Linked DNA regions of Mus musculus: region 2 is linked to region 1. The links are chromatin contacts, called in public promoter capture Hi-C maps. All regions are on one chromosome and are shown on one strand. The core of a region is the stretch at or near the end of the contact, and the rest is flanking DNA. Distances in the headings are between cores, read along the strand shown. Region 1 holds the start of Lhcgr (luteinizing hormone/choriogonadotropin receptor). Region 2 holds the start of Fshr (follicle stimulating hormone receptor).

Region 1 (2,711 bases), core at 74-2,573:
AAGCTTTAGAACCAGGGCCTATTAAGCTATTCTGAGTTAGAGAAGGCTCCCATGGAAGGGGCAGCAGTCTGTCTTGAAATACAACCAGAAGCTTGCCCAGTGGAATACCAGAAAAGGAAGACGGCATCAAGCAAGCTTTGGGAAGTGTGCACAAAGACATGAAAATGTAAATCAGCAAAGATCAAATCCCACACAATGTGAGCAGAGCTGGGTGATTTCAAAACAAGAGCAATAGAATAATGATCATCTACCTTACAGGTTTGGGCAAAAGACTGCAAGCTGGTGACTGAGGAAGCTGCCTTTCAGAACAAGAACTCTGCCCTGCTTTCTGTCTTGAAAGCTTTAGATGTCTTTACAGGGCTCAACATCCACCTCTTCCAGAAAAAAGAAAATTGCTAATATTTCTAGAGTCCAAAATCAATCCTTGGAAGGAACGATGCCTAATGAACACCGTAGAGGGGAAATGACCTGTTCCTGGGGCTGCTGTAAGATCAGGTTTTCTTTCTGCGGGGTTTAGAATCACAGACCCTATAGCAGAGGTTTTCCACTAGTAAGAGACAGGTGGGTGACAGACAGGAGTCAAAAAGCACTCCTCCATCCACAAGTTGGGTTACCATAGAAACTGTATACCTTGTTGGGTATTATGTTCCTGCTACAAATGCCCTAAGAGTCTGGTGTAACAGACATGATGTGCGGCAAGGCATCTATCACAGTCTTAAAGCACGGTGCACACCCGTTGAGGCCATTTTACCCACTCACATAGCAAGCCTTTGTTAACTAAAAAAAAAGAATACAAAGTGAGTCCAAACTGAATTTTGCCCTCAAGGGCTTCACAGTGCAGTGGGGATATATAGGACAGACCCAAATAGCTATGCTGAGGAGAACAGTTACAACCAAGAGAAGCAGAGAGATCAGTGAGGAAGCAGAGAATGGAGAGATTTCTTGTCAAGAATGGAGGAGCAGAGCCTAGAGCTAAGACACAGCAGGCCTGGCACTTTGGCTCTTCCGATGTGGATATGGACAGAGACATCTCATAGAACCAAGACAAGTCTCATGGGGACCATGGCAGAGCAGAGTTCAAAGCCTCACTCTAAGCGCTTACCACACATGACTCTATATTCTAACCCTCAGTTCATTTGCAAGCTTAGAGCAGAGGGCAAGTCTTAGGGAAACAGCAATGGGGTGGCTGGCCACAGTCCCAGGTCAAGGAGAACAGGGACAGGCGGTGAGAGGGGAGGGCTGGAGCGGGCGGGGGCCGGCGGGTGGGAAGGCAGGCCGAGGGGCGGGCAGAGGGTACGGGCGGGCCCCCCGGGCGGTCCAGCATACTGGCCTAGCCACCGGAGCTCACACTCAGGCTGGCGGGCCATGGGGCGGCGGGTCCCGGCTCTGAGACAGCTGCTGGTGCTGGCAATGCTGGTGCTGAAGCAGTCACAGCTGCACTCTCCAGAGTTGTCAGGGTCGCGCTGCCCTGAGCCCTGCGACTGCGCGCCGGATGGTGCCCTGCGCTGCCCTGGCCCTCGAGCTGGCCTCGCCCGACTGTGAGTACAGGGCGCCCCAGGTCCCTGCCTTTTGTTACTCGATGTTGGGCCCCATTGCTGGGAAGCAGGACGTAAGGCTGGACCCTGGTCAACTTCTCACTCCTTCCCAGTGACGAGGACCCAGATCTTCAGGCTGTCTTTGTTATCCCAGTACAGCCCAGACCTGCACTTCCCCCATAGGGGAGACTGAGGCAGGTGACTTTAAACTGCCCCCAAACCTGAGGAAGCTTCTCTCTGCCCCTTTGGTGAATTGGGTACCCCTCCTTCACTGAGTGGTTCTGCGCTTTGGCCAGCCAGGTCTTTGAAGGCTGCTGTGGGCTGTGCTCTGCTGTCTAAGAGCAAAGTACTCAGGGCCTAATTTGTCAGCTGGAATAACCTCGAGCCACCCGGTGAGTGATGTATTTGCCTCAGCCTGGCTAGCTAAGGAGTGGAAGAAATGCCTGTTATCTGGCTTCTGGTCACACTCACAGACGTGATAAAGGCACTGCAAGCATCTGCAAGCATCTGCAAGCAGGGAAGGGCCACTGCTTCCTGAAACCGTGGGATAAAGGCAGGAGAAAGCCGTTTGTGCTAAGGTACCAACTGCCCTTCCATGTTGAAAAGGGTTCCTCAGGTTGAGTGACCCTGATTTATGGAAATTGCCAGATGGCCAGAAGGATGAATGGCGGGTAGGTCAGTAGCTCCCTGGGCATGAGGCCTGGGCATAAGGATGGGTGGGCAGCAGTGGGTGTCTGCTAATAGTGGTAAGGTTAAGAGTGATGGGTTCTACTAAAATTGGATTGAAGTAATGGTTTCACATAAGAAAACTAAAACCATGGCATTGTGCGTTTGAAACAATGACTTGCAAGTTACATGACTGAAATCTCAATAAAAAACAAAGGAAGTAGGAGGTACCACAAATGCCCCAGGCTGGTGGAGATCTGCCCTGTGTTTTATCTGATCCGGTAATATTTCCCCTTGGGAGGCCAGCAGCCTATCTGTGACAGCTTCTTGGAGGAATTTACCTTCCCTGAGTACTTGTTCTGTTCTCTATGGGCAAGTTAATGGCCTTCTAGGAATAGCTGTGGGTGAGAGAAACAGTTAAGGGTTGAGGGGTTTCTATTAATTAGCTTCCATTAATTATCGTGTCAGTTCTATTCCCTAAAGGCAAGGACCGTGCTGATAGAGTTTGTT
Region 2 (2,711 bases), core at 123-2,622, 410 kb before region 1:
AAGGCCTCTCATCAGCTCCCAGCCATGGCCTCTACTAAGACAAGCCACCCACTGAACAAGCCAAGGACTCTTTTTCCCACAGGACCCAGCCAGAGCACTCCTCTCTTTTCCCCCTCCTCCGTGGGCTAGATCCAGCCTGTGGACTCCCAACAACATCTGGGGTGCCCCAGAGTCTGAGAACCAGACAGTCCCAGCATCCCTGCAGGCCCACCGCCGAGCTGGCTCTGGAAGTTGCCAGGGACCTCAGTCTGCACTGCCCTACCCTTGGAGCAGGGTCCTATGGCTTCTCATGCTGGCGGTGGTTTAGGGAAAGCTCCTGCAGCCTGCCCCCGAGTGGTCAGAGCCCTGGGACTGATGCAGGCCACCATTTAACCCACAGTGTGTAACCATTTTCAGGAGATGATGTTTGCTGTGTGCAAAGATGGTACTGAAGGTAATCTTAGCAGGTAGTAAGTACTAGACATGATCTTAGAGAGGTGTACGTTTTTAGTGTTCATAGACTCTGGGTGGAAAGAAGATCATCCCTTCACTTTTGTTAAATATTCCTCAAACCCTTTATTACTAAGCTTAAAAATGCCACTGTTGCAAATACCTAGGGTGTCACTCACAGGAAATCTCTAAAATTAAAAGTATAGATGTGATACATTTATTCGTGCCAACTCTTGAATTAGGAAGAAAGGACAGTTCTTAGAGTTAGCAAAGGAAAAACAAGAGATGCCAGAAAGACTACGCATGACTGGTGAACGCTGTGACCAGAAACAGCCCATGCCTGAGGTCTCAGAAGTGAATTGTCTCCACAGAGAACCCTATCACCCACCTACAGCGGCTTAGTGCTAACACTTGCTTATGTTGTTAATCACAGGCTAACTATAGCCCAGATCTATGGTTTATAACAGATAGGTCACAGGAAAACAGCAATGCAAAATACTAAAGGTAAATTTTGTCCCCTTCATGTCAGTAGTACATTAGAGATGTGTCATATGGATGTACTTGCCGGGAAAGGGACGAACCCTGATATCACTGAGAAGAGAGTAGTGACCAGTAGGGACCTCCATGCAGTAAAATAATGTGAATCTGCTGATATCAGTCCATTAGACTGATATCTCTAAATATGCACCAAGTTTCTACTTGTTGTCATTTTGGGGTCAAGGAATAGAAAATATAGGTCTTGAAGGATAAGACAGGTGCTTATTGACAAATATTAATCACATTTCAATCATGTATTAATACATATAGTTACTACGGACACATATTAATTTTACTTGCCTGGAAGCGACAAAAGAAAAAAAAAAAAGCATCCTTTAGTGGGTCACGTGACTTTGCTGTCCTCCAAGCAGATCTCTCTTATCCGGACAGTGTGTGGAGGAGCCTGGGGAATCCGTGGAGGTTTTCGCTGCTGGAGCAGGCAGAAAGCAGGTGGATGGATAAATAAGCATGGCCTTGCTCCTGGTCTCCTTGCTGGCATTCTTGGGCTCGGGATCTGGATGTCATCACTGGCTGTGTCATTGCTCTAACAGGGTCTTCCTCTGCCAAGATAGCAAGGTGACCGAGATTCCGCCCGACCTCCCCCGGAACGCCATTGAACTGTGAGTATCGTCGCGGGGACAGCTTTGTGGCTCCCATTTGAGCATTGAGTACTATTATTATTTTCCTAATAGACTGATATCTGCTGGACTGAAATATTTCTGTCCTAACCAAAGGCTACAATAGAGTACACTCCCCCAGACAGACACTTCTGTCCTGTGGCTTTCCAGGGAGAGTTGGTGAGAGTTTATATTGGCGTTTGTCAGGGAAGGCCATAGTGGAAACTTGAATCCCAGGGAAAAGGGGAGGGGGTAGTTTGGAGGACACATTTACTCTAGGGGTCCGCACTCCATAGAGAAGCTGGAAAAATAAAAGGGAAAGCGAAGTAGAAAACTTAGGAGACCTACACTTAGAAGCAGGAGGAGCTGGCTGAGGCCCTCTATACACACAGGATCTCAGGGAGAGCACCTGAGGCGTGGCAAATCGCAGCAGATAGTTCTGAGTTCTGAGGTTCTCCTTAACTGGGGAAAGGGAGCCTGCGGAGAGCGGAGAGAGTGTGATTGAGGAAGAATGACCAAGAGGGGGAAAGAACACAGCCGGGAAAGTGATGCCAACTTTAGATTTTGATCAACTATTTAAACAGGAAGTATGCATTCTCCTAGAATTGGGCAAGAGCTGGGATGGACTTATCTCTTCCCTTTGCAATTTCGAATCTAGTGGCCACACAGTAAAGACGTTTCCAAACTCTCACAGTGCGGTAAAAGAGATCCAGTGCATATGATACAGAGGCCTGCCCTCCCCGCAAGTTCTCTTCTGCCACCCTGGCTCTTTGATTGTTCAGGTAGCACTTCCCTGAGAAGTGCAAGTATGACTCAGAGGATAAACAACCTCGGGCTTTCACTCCGAGCTACGACTGTGAATCTTAGATTGTCTCTTTAGGAGAATGTGTGGAACGTAGCATGCTCCGTTGACCTCTCAAGTCAACAGGGACTGTGCAGAGGCAGTTGCGCAGAAGGGAAAACATCGCACAGCTCATTATTTTGGCTCCACTGCCCAGATGAGACTGCACTTCCAGACTATGCGGGAGAATGTGCTGTGCACAAGTCCAGTCTGGTGGATGAGGTTACTCCAAACACAAGGAAGCCAACGCACCCTGAACTCCCGCAAGTTATCTGCACCCGAGTGCT

The links. Promoter capture Hi-C pulls out the DNA fragments that hold promoters and counts their contacts.
Region 2: a contact with region 1 is called in a promoter capture Hi-C map of trophoblast stem cells, with 4 times the contacts expected there. The contact joins the promoter of Fshr here to the promoter of Lhcgr in region 1. A contact is called at or near these places in 8 of 39 promoter capture datasets (3T3-L1-derived adipocytes, cranial neural crest, embryonic stem cells and 3 more).

What each region holds. Positions count from the first base shown.
Region 1 is chr17:88,790,626-88,793,336 of GRCm38.p6, reverse strand. It overlaps Lhcgr (luteinizing hormone/choriogonadotropin receptor), which reads left to right and starts at 1,323. Exons shown (of 11, transcript NM_013582.3): 1 at 1,323-1,538. The coding sequence starts at 1,366.
Region 2 is chr17:89,199,336-89,202,046 of GRCm38.p6, reverse strand. It overlaps Fshr (follicle stimulating hormone receptor), which reads left to right and starts at 1,372. Exons shown (of 10, transcript NM_013523.3): 1 at 1,372-1,586. The coding sequence starts at 1,435.